Linked DNA regions of Rattus norvegicus: region 2 is linked to region 1. Evidence: chromatin contacts called from public HiChIP or PLAC-seq data. All regions are on one chromosome and are shown on one strand. Each heading gives the region's core, a stretch centred on a gene start, on an enhancer-like site or on the middle of the called end of the contact. The rest is flanking DNA. Distances are from core to core; before and after follow the strand shown.

The links. HiChIP or PLAC-seq counts read pairs in DNA pulled down with a chosen protein or histone mark.
Region 2: an H3K27ac HiChIP or PLAC-seq map of oligodendrocytes shows a contact between it and region 1, with 7 times the contacts expected there. The contact joins two enhancer-like sites. A contact is called at or near these places in 7 of 12 Hi-C or Micro-C datasets (the A7r5 cell line, the Rat2 cell line, Schwann cells and 4 more) and 1 of 1 datasets of contacts at active chromatin or transcription factors (oligodendrocytes).

Annotation. Positions count from the first base shown.
Region 1 is chr7:113,182,765-113,188,352 of GRCr8, forward strand. No RefSeq gene overlaps it. Among named protein-coding and RNA genes, the nearest start is that of Sun2, 13 kb to the left of the region's middle. Within about 2 kb of position 3,442, at least 8 of the 93 cell types and tissues checked have an H3K27ac peak or open chromatin away from gene starts, as enhancers often do.
Region 2 is chr7:113,319,308-113,324,895 of GRCr8, forward strand. It overlaps Apobec3 (apolipoprotein B mRNA editing enzyme catalytic subunit 3), which reads left to right. Exons shown (of 8, transcript NM_001033703.2): 3 at 98-377; 4 at 516-630. Among named protein-coding and RNA genes, the nearest start is that of Apobec3, 7.9 kb to the left of the region's middle. Within about 2 kb of position 2,199, at least 9 of the 93 cell types and tissues checked have an H3K27ac peak or open chromatin away from gene starts, as enhancers often do.

The sequences.
Region 1 (5,588 bases), core at 2,192-4,691:
GGGCTGTGAGGGTGCTCATGAGACCACAGCCTAAGGTTGTTCAGATATGAGGAGGCAGCAGCATGCAGCCTATCCTATCATCACTTTCTCATGAAACACAGCAGGGCGAGCCTCATACCAGCTATGCTGCTGAGATGTCCGGCAGCTCTGAGTACCGTGGTTCCTCACTCAGGCCATCGAGGCCCTGACAACAGTCTGCCAGACACGTCCCCTGAGAGCTAAGCAAAGTCTCTCCACTTTAGCTGCTCTCCTCTAGGTGTTTCTCATATTAGGGCTGCCTGGACAAATCTGTCTGAAGTAAGGACTTACTGGGGTGTGGGGGTGGTGCACACCTTTGATCCCAGCACTCAGGAGGCAGAGGGAATTGGGAGTGGAGGAGATGGTCGTGCCTGATGTTCCTAGCTAAGGTACTCATACCCACATGGCCTGTGGGGTTTGTAGAAGCAGCATTTACCCAGATAGCCTAGGATAGCCCCATTGCAGGCAAAGCCAAGTCAAGCACCCAGTGAGTCTGACAATGGGCCCTTGTACCACCAGAAGCTTCCCAGGCATCACTTTGTCACTCTTGGGACTGACCCTGGAGGGAGAGGCTGATGCACTGGATTTGGCGGCCCTTGTAATGAACCCCAGGAAGAAGAGAACATGTGATACCTGCATGGTAGAAGGAGGAGGTAGCTGGTGCTAGGCCAGTCAGGTCACTGGATCCCCATGAGTATGGCTCAGAAGGTGCTGAACTGGCACTGTGGGCTCTGAGCTTGAAGTGGAAGCTCAGGCCCAAGCTGACCTATAGCTCCAGGGAGGTTGGGGGTCAATCTACTAGGCTGTCTGTGCCTCGGTACCTATGCAGAAAGAGTGTGGAGGAAGTGCTTGATAAACGTGCGTGGATGAAGAGCACACGTCTGTTTCTGGCGGACTTAAAACCACTCTATCTTTTTTCTCTCTTTTGGCTTGATGAGCCTGGCCAGTGGTTGGCTTGCCACTCAGCCCAGGAGTCTCCCGGAGGCACGATAGCCATGTTATGCCCGTGTATGACCACAAGAGGTCGCCCCGCACCGCCAGCAGCAGAAAGCTGTTCAATTTGTGGACTCAGAAAGGGCAGGATGGTTGCGCCTACAGAGGTCTGGGCTCCCAAGGTGGGACATCATGAGTGTCTCTTCTGTTGTGGCGGACCCGGCTAGGACCAGCTCACCTGGGTGATGTGAATGCGAAACTGGGTATTACCAGTGCCCCAGGGCTTAGTGTTGTGTCTCATGCCCTGCAGTTCTGGGGCTCCAAGCCCTAGAACCAGGATTGGTGCCAGGAATGTTGACCCTAGGGAGAGGTGGGGGAACCAAGCTATGCTGGGTCTTGCAAGCCAGGGTGGAAAGCCATGGGGAACTTTGGGTCTAGGGGTTACACCCATCAGGTTCAGGGTACAAGTGAGGGCTTCAGTGAAGAGGTTGCTGCTCTCTGATGCCTGCAGCATGGCTTGCAGCCCGGCTCCATTTTGGCTAGTAGGGCAGGTTCTTACTGGTCTGGCTCTCTTGCTCCCCTACCCACCCCAGCTCCGTCAGACCCTCAAAGCTAGATGAAGCCTGAGTTCTCAATCCCTATTCTGTCCCCTTGCTGTCCTGTAAGAGTCCCTGCCCACTGGTCCAGGTTTTTTCCTCCTGCCCATAACGTATGAGTCTCACCCTGTCGATCATGGCTCTGCCCACTCCCCACTCATAGCATCTTTGACTGACAAGCTGGGAGCCTCTTGACTTTCCCATGGCTTTCTAAACCTCTCTATCCCAGTTAAATGGTTCCTGTATGTAGGCCCTGGGGTCAGTGCTTTGGCGGTCTCCCTTCCTCCATGATCCCTGTACCCCAGCCATGGAGCAGACCGTTGGTGTTAGCTGGGTTTATAGTTAAGGCTCTGGCTGCATCGTGATAGGAGTGGCCTTCATTCCAGAGCCCAGCAGCCAGGTGCGATGGAGGGAGAAGACAAGCTATATGGAGACCACAGCGGGTCCAGAGAGCCTGGAGAAATAGCTGTGGTTCTATCCTGACCACTGGATTCACTCAGATAAGAAGAGGTAGAGAGATGGTCTCTGGTCGGGCACAGGACCACTCCAGCCTGCCTACTGGGCTGACTCTGTTGCTAGGGATCCTGCTCAACCTCACAGATGCTGACCCATCAGACATGTGATGGTCATAGCAGGCTGTGCATCCCTTCCTGTAAAGGAACAACCCTGTGTGTTTAACATTCCAGGTTCCTCTAGGGTTCATCTGAGCGTCAAGGACCTCCACGCCTCCTAGAGCTAATGATTGAGTGAACAGCAGCTGAGTACACAGTCTTAAGCTTGGTCAGGGATCCACAAGGAACAGAAGGTTCCTCTGCTTCTCGAGTCCTCACAGCCAGAAGATTCTGGCTCCAGTGTGGTCAAGGAAGATGCCAGAAGTTTCACAGAGGGCTCCTGCTGGGAACATGAGCCTGTACTTCTGCCCAGAGCCCCTAGCTGCCAGCTCTCATTCCGGAGTCCCCTTTAGAGTCCTGTACCCAGACCACCAACCCTCTATACCTCATCTTTTCATCCCTCTATCCTCTTCCTTCCATCCACTCATCATCCCCCTACCAACATTTCCACCCATCCCTCTCTTTCCATCCATCCCTCCATTCTTCTTACACACTTACCCATCCATCATTCCTCCATCCACCCATCCCTCTACTTGTCTAGCTGCCCAATTATCATTCTTTTATTCACTTGCTCAATTAATTAGTCACACTGCATATTATTATTATTATTATTATTATTATTATTATTATTACTACTACTACTACTACTACTACTACTACTACTACTACTACTACTACTTGGTCAGTTAGTTTGGTTTTTCAAGACAGGGTTTTTCTGTGTAGACCTGCCTGTCCTGAAACTCTCTCTGTAGACCAGGCTGGCCTTGAACTCACAGAGTTCTGCCTGCCTCTGCCTCCTGAGTGCTGGGATCAGAGGCTCACACCAGCATTCTTGACTTGTGTTTATTTCTTAGAGACATCGGGACTCACTCGTGCTTAGTCCAGGCTGGCCTGGCAATCACGATGTAACCTAAATTTCCGAGAGTCCTGCTTACATTTCCTAAGTGCTGGCACAGCATGTGTGAGGATGCACAGTGGCTCACGCATGTATTATAGTGTATGTGGAGCCTTGTGCCAGGCACTGGGGATGCACAGAGCACACAGTCCCAGCACTCCTTAGTTAACGGAATAACTAAGGTGCAGCAGGTGCAGATGCTATGGTGACATGTGCCACAGGGCACAAGGGGACACAGAATGACTGGGCAGCTGTCACTACTGCAGGGGGCAGGTAGTGTGGGACTCTTGCTGTCACCCTGAGCCACTAGCTCACAGTGAGAACCTCACCCAGAGCCTGCTTCACACACACAAGATGGCTGTGGGTTATTTCCTCCCCGATGCTAAGGTTCTTGTGCAATCTCCCTGGCCTGTTTCACAAGGCTATTTTGAGGCTAGAAGGACACATAGCAGGGGGTGCTGCTTGGTCAGGAGCAAAACCCCAGCACGGGTGCACATGCTCTGGAGTCTGTCTCAGCTCGAGATGAAAGGTCAGGGTCTGGTCCCAGCTGCATGTGGTCTCTGTCACTGGTCAGGGGCATTCAGTAGTCACCCCGCCTTTCCTGATTTAGCTTTGTAGAGTTTAGGTGGTAAGGGAGGAATGGAGATAGTGGCCATCTTGACAGACTCAGCCTAACCTTCCCGACACCCTAGGACACTTCCAGACAGTCTCCCCTAAACCCCGCTAAGCTTTGTGTCAGGAATGGAGCCCAAGGCTCCACACCAGCCCTAACCCAAATCCATGAGCCCCAGCAATGTGGACATCTTTAAACATTCATGGTCACTTCTTCCTGGGTTCCAACGTCTACCTGGGGCAGGAGGATGATCCTTATTCTGCAGGTGAGGTCACAGAGGTACAGGGAGTTGTTCCAGAGGGCAGCAGCCACCTGAGCAGTTTTGAGCTGGGCTCTGGGATCACAGGCTGACGACCTGAATCCTGATCTGCCCTGTAACTACTGGGCCTGACTCGCCTGTGAGATGTAGGCACCAGCATCCCAGAATGGACAGAAGAGCCAAACCAGACCCAGTGTACAGAATGCTCAGCACAGAGCCTAGCACGTCTGTGCACCCAAGAGTCTAGAAGTCTTATTAATAATAATACAAACCTTCTGCCTCTGTGGCTTGCTCTCACCCCACCCCCACCGTCTTTCTAAGGATTGAAGACAGCAGCTGGCAGTGGGAGGTGGTTGCTTTAAATATAGGATGAGGAGAACAAAGGAAAAATAGAACAGGGGGGTGGTTTGTGGCCTACGCCAACTATCCCCCTCCAAACTTGGGGAGGAACCTAGGGTGCCAAGGTCCCAACTGGCCACCGCCAGCCTCTGCATGTCCCAGGGACTTGAGGAAGAGAGTCTTGCTGTGATCAGGCTTACCTGCTGGAATAGGACAATCCTGGTTTGGACCAGGATGCCACCACGGAAGGAGACACTTCCTGCCTGGCTATAAGGTTGGCCTTGGAGAAGCAGGAAATAGGTTGAGCTCCTGGGGTGTCTGCCTACTTCCAAGACAACATACAATATTTACTAGAAGATTCTCTGTAGGCCCCATGAACTTCAAAGGCTAACCCCCCTCCCCCAGCTGCCCACTCTCTGTTTGCCACAGAGCCTGAGACCAACCTTACCCTCTACCTCTTAGGCCAGTCTCTTAGTGTCCTCCACTCTCCTGAGAGCCTGTGCTTCTTGGTCTTTGTGGTGCCCACGGGTACTAGGATGCCATTCTCTGAGATGGTTGGTGCCGGTCACTGCTCCTCCAGGCACTTGGCTTCAAACTGCATGTGACAAGGATGTCCACTTCCTCTTGAAGACGCAGACTCATACTGGGGGGACAGCAGGAGGGGAAGGAGGTGTTCCCTGTACCACATATGGGGTAGTAAAGCGCCACAACGCAGGTGGATGTGCCTTCTCAGAGGACAGAGTAGCTAAGCAATAGGAGAGCCGGGGTCATGCCTGGAATGTGGAGCCCCTCAGAAGGACAGAAGGAAATAGAAGCATTGAGAGTGAGCAGGTACCAGGGGGACCCTGAGTCTGGCAGCCTAAGTCTGGTCCTGGCTGAAATGGCTAGACCTTGGGCTAACTCTGAGTCTTACTTCCTCTACTTGTAGATGAGAGAGGGCAGTTCGTGACCCAAAGGTCTGCTGAGAATTACATGACGTGTCACAAGGGAGGAAGCCCAGAGGCTGTCAAATGCAGGACTTTCACAGAGGGAAATGCCTTCCTGAGCCCCACACTTTGTTCCTAGCCAACAAGTTCCTCAATGCTCCCATACAGCTCCCAGCTCTTTCTGGGAAAGAAAGGCTCCGCTCTTCCTGGTCGTGCCTTCTCTTTTTCACCCTGAGGGGAAGTCCTGGCTGACCATGGCTGGCATGGACATCAGAACGCAGAGCTCCTGGGGTCAAGAAAAGAGACCCTCCATACAACCTCAGTGAGCTGGTCAAAACAAAGCTTTAAGAAATAGACAGAGGATACGTGGTGGTGGCACGTACCTTTAATCCCAGCAC
Region 2 (5,588 bases), core at 949-3,448, 140 kb after region 1:
CTGAATGATGAGGGAGGGATGAGACACCCGGTGGAGATCCCCTCCACCCAGAGCCCTGCTCCTTCCCTCCAATCAAGAGTTCCCCTTTGTCACCCAGGGCCACATCCACGCCGAACTCTGCTTCATATACTGGTTCCACGACAAAGTCCTGAGAGTGCTGTCCCCGATGGAAGAGTTCAAGGTCACGTGGTACATGTCCTGGAGCCCCTGCAGCAAGTGCGCGGAGCAGGTAGCCAGGTTCCTGGCCGCACACCGCAACCTAAGCCTGGCCATCTTCAGCTCCCGCTTGTACTACTACTTAAGGAACCCGAACTACCAGCAGAAGCTCTGCAGGCTGATTCAGGAAGGAGTCCACGTGGCTGCCATGGACCTACCAGGTGAGGGGTGGGCACCGGCACCGTAGAATGGCACGTGGGTCTGCCATACAGTGAGGGGGGTGTGCCCAGGGAGCCACCCTAGAGTGACGGTGGAGACTCCTGCGGGGCCTCACTGCTTTCTCTCCTCTTCTCATTCAGAATTTAAAAAGTGTTGGAACAAGTTTGTGGACAATGACGGCCAACCATTCAGGCCTTGGATGAGACTGAGAATAAATTTTAGTTTCTATGATTGCAAGCTTCAGGAGATTTTCAGGTGAGGGGCTTTCTCATGACTGATTACCTTCCCTCTTCTCCCTCCTCCCAGACCTCTTCTTTCTGGGGGGGGCGTCTTTACCCACAAGGCCTTCCCAATCCCGTAACCCGGTATCTCCCATCACTGAGTCCTGCTGCAAGCCAATTGGTTTATGTCTAAACATGGAGGCTGGAAGGTAAAGAAACGCCATTGAGGCAGTCTTGAGGGGCTGGAGAGATGGCTCAGCAGTTAAGAGCACTGGCTGCTCTTCCAGAGGACCTTGGTTCAATTCCCAGCACCCATGTGGTAGCTCACAACTGTCTCTAACTCCAGTCTCAGGGGAGCCTCACACATGCATACATGCAGGCAGAGCACCAATGCACATAGAAAATAATTTTTAAAAACATGGCAACCTTAGGTGCCTAGAGGAAGGAGGAGCTGTCAGACTTTCCAGGTCCGAGAGGCTGACAGTTTTTCCTCATGCTCTCCCCTGACCTCTCTGTGTGCTGTGTCACCTTCCTTCCTAGTGTCCCTCTGTCCAAATTCCCTCCTCCTATAAGTCTGCTTTCGACCTTGAATGAGGACCCACCTAAGTGGTCAGCCTCCAAATACCGGCTGCATTCTGAGTCCTAACGCATAGGAACCTTGAACTTGCGCTTCTCACACAGCAAAGAGGTCTCTTTGTGGATGGGGAGTACAGAGTCCTTGCCCTGGTTGCCAGCACCCCAGGAGAACCCTTGACCATACCCTGGCATCCTCTTCCATTTTCTAGACCTTACTACATCCTGGGTCCTTCCAGTTATTCACCCACCCTGTCAAATGTCTGTCTAATAAAACGTCTCCCAGAGATGAGGTTCAGGTGGGGTGCAGGTGAGCTGTGAGGACTGGGGACAGAACAGAATGGAGTGACAGGGTACACTTATGTAAGAGGCCGGGGGAGGAGGTTTGAGGAACGAGCTGGGTAAGAGTGGAGCAGGCTGGTAAGGTGGCTCGCTGGGTAAAGGTGCTTGCCAAGCAAGCCTTGTGACATGGCTTTGGTCCTTGGAACCCACATAAAGGTGGAAGGAGAGAAACAGCTCTACAGAGTTGCCCTCTGACCTTCACCCTCAGGCCATGGCAGGTGCACACCTATATCATTCACACACACACACACACACACACACACACACATACACACACACACACACAGAGTGATAATAATAGTGATGTTGATGGTGATGATGGTGGTGATGGTGGTGGTGGTGATGGTGGTGATGGTGGTGGTGGTGGTGGTGATGATGGTGGTGATGGTGGTGGTGGTGATGATGATGATGATGATGATGACGGCGACGACAGTGGATACTTTTTGAGTTTTTAAGAGTAAAAGGGACAGCCGAGGAAGGCACCTCTGGCAACTGGACAGAATGGGAAGTGAGACCAGGAGGCAGGTATTTGGGGGAAGCTGGGAGAGTAAGAACATAGGCTGGCCATGGACAATAGCCCTTGGCTTCCCCTGATGTTTCATGACACCAAGAGAAATAAGAGCTCAGTTTGACCCAGATGACTAAAAGCTTGCCTGAGCCGCTGTTATGGCCGGAGAGGAGCCAAGGCAGGATGGGGGGGTGAGAGGGAGGAGGAGGAGGCCTGCCAGGGACTGTCCTTGTGAGAGCCAGGCCCTGGGGTGACAGCTTTCACAGACTTCTTTGTATTTCTAATCTGAGGATCCTTAGTTGGGACTTGCCAAAGCAGGCCGAAAGCTTCAGGAAGGTGAACCTGAAGTCCTTGTCCTTATATCTGAGACCTGGCAGGCTCTGTGGGAGTCACCTCTTCCCCACCCCCACTCCTGCTACTTTCCTGGGAACAATGAGAGCCGCAGAAGGGGCAGCTGGAGGAGGAGGGAGCACAACCAAGCAGACCTGGCCAGCCCTCCAGCCATGTTGTTTATTTGCTGTGTAACCTGGAGAGACAGCCTGAGACCTCTTCTAAAATGTCTTCCATTCCTGTATTGTTGGGGTGGTAGATAGGCCAGAAGGAGTTGCCTTCTCCAGGGCCCAAGATGAAATCCTGTGACCTGAACCACACCAAGTGCCAGTTAGGGGTGATCGAGGAGGGCTCCTTCTGCCCCTCCCCCTCCCATCCAGCTTTGCACCGGCTCTCTTTCTGGCTTCTCTTTTCCTTTTGGATCCTTGTTCTGACTGCATGAGAAGACGTGTCTCTACCTGGGCCTTGCCGTGCTAAGCCAGAGAGAGGATCACAGGAAGGAAAGGAAGGCTGAGAGACTGAGACATCCTAGCCCTCCTGTTCCGGGAATGGCCTGTACATCACTGTCAGGATTTCAAAGGCAGAGTTTACTAAGCAGGAAGTGAAGCCCCCAGACCTGAGGCCACGACCACCCTGCCCAGGACATCCCATGGCAGAGCAGGTTTGTGGGAAGCTTGGGAACAGAGATAGGAATGCAGCATCTGGGAGACAGGCGTATGTATCCCTGTGAGTTCGGGGCCACCCTGGTTTACAGAGCAAGTTCTAAGACCGCCAAGGCTACACAAAAACACTCTGTCTCAAAAAACAACGGAAAGTAAACAGGAGCGCCATCCCATCCAGAGGCCCCAGTAGGCGTGGATGTGGTCACACACAGCTACTTTAGGAGCCCAGTCAGAAACCGGGGACTTTCCCAGGGCCACGGAGGCCCCAAGAAAGGGAAACAAAAGCCCAAATAGTGCCTCTTGTAGTGCAGAGGTGGCCAGAACTAGCCACTTTGTGTCTCCTCCCACCCCAGGTTCCTTCAGAAGACCCCACTGCTTGCCCTCTTCTGGGCTTTTAGGAACCTTGCTTTAATTTGTTTCGTATGTCTTTATAATTTTAAACCCATTTTAAAATAATGGGTTTAGTTATTGTGTTTTTACAAATGTATATTGATGTAGTTGGTGTGCACATGCACGCACACACACCACCAGTGTCCTTTTGTTTCTCTCCAGCTAGACCCTTCCTCACCACAAATAGTCTCTCTCCCCCTTTCACATGTGCACACATACGTACGTATTTGAATGAGGAAGCATGTGGTTTTGCGTTTCTGTCTGGCTTGTTCGCTCAGCAGCATGGTCTCTAAGTCGATCCGTTCACCTGCAAAGCACATGTTTTCTGCTTCGTGACTGAGTAAAATTCCATTGTGTACGCAGCACCCAGGTCTCCATCCATTTATCTGTTGATGGACGCACCTAGGCTGGTCCCCTGGCTTGGCTTTTGTGGATACTGTGAAGGTGCCTCTGTGGTGTGGTGACTTTCCCGTTTACACTCAGGTGTGTCTGGGTCCTAGGCTCTTTTAATTCTTGGTCACTTGAGACCTCCATGCTGTTCTACAGCAACTCCATTAGTGGTATATTTCTACTCACAGAGGAGGGGCTTCCTCCCATACATCCTTTTCTCCCCAGAATTTGGTGTCATTCTTTTTTTTTTTTTAATTTAATGTTTTGTTTAACTTTTTTAGGCAGTGCCTCTCACCAGGTAGCCATGGGTAGCCTAGAGCTCACTATGTAGACCAGGCTGGTCCCAAGTGCTAGGATTTGCAGGCATAAGCTATTGCTGAATGAGATGGAAATTCAATATATATGGGTGTGAGGTATATGTGCATATGGTTTCACATGCTCACAAACGTGTGTGTGTGTGTGTGTGTGTGTGTGTGTGTGTGTACTTGAGTGAATGTTGGGGAGGACTGAGGAATGATGGGTGCCTTGCTCAGTTGCTGTACCTTAGCTTTTGGGCCAGGCCAGGCCATGAGTTGGCCACATGGTTGGGATAGCCAGCTACAGAGCTGTGACTACAGCCCATCCCTGTGTGGCTGGCTTTTTAATGTGAGAGCTGAGGAGCCTCAGGTTTGCACTGTAGGCATTTCACCAACTGTGATAGCCCAACCTCAGAATGGCTTCATTTCTCATTTACTGATTGGATGGTGGGTTTTGGTGTCTAATATTTTTAGTTTAGTTTTTTTTTAACCTTTGATATATGAATCCCTTGTTACATGAATGACTGGCAAAGATTCTCTCCCATTCTATAAAAGCGCCTTGACCCTTTTTTGTGTTGTCTTTGTGTATGGGTAAGTGGGTGCCACGGCGTACATAAGGAGGTCAGAGGACAACTTATGAGAGTCATATCCTTTCTTACACCTTGTGACATATGTACACACTTACACACTCATACTACACACCACACACACACACACACACACACACACACACACACACACACACATACACACACTCTGGACACCGGCTCCTTCAGGTACTTTGGGGAAGGCCCTGGTTCTTCAAGGGTGCCAAGTTAGGAGAAAGAAGGGCAGGGAGGAGGCAAAATTCCCCAGTTCCCACGTACTGCACCAAATGCTACATGGGGACACACACACTCACATACACACACATACACACTTACACACATACACATATACACAGACACTCACACGTACTATCACACACATACACACATATACATGCAGACACATAACCTCACACATACACACACACTCACACACACACTCATGCACATATATTCACACACATACACACATGCACACTCACATACACTTACACACACACACACACATATACACACACGCACACATACATACACACACTCCAGACACATGCATACACATATACTCACACATACACACACACTCTCATGCACACATACACACACACAGTCACACACATACTCAGACACATACATGCACACACTCTCACAGATGCCGTTGCATACGTAACAGTGAAATCCTTTTTTCTAGAAGGACCTACCTAATGCTAGGTGTGGTGGCACAGAGCTTTTGTTTGTTTTGTTTTTTTCTTTGAGATTGCCTCTGCCTCCCAAGTGGTGGGATCAAAGGCCTGGGCTGCCACCGAACTTCTGCGGTGCATAGCTTCGATCCTGGTAAAAAAAGGATGGATCTCTATGAGTTCAAGGCTAAGCTGATCCAGACCCTGTTTTTAAAAACAAAGTCACAAGCAAGGATG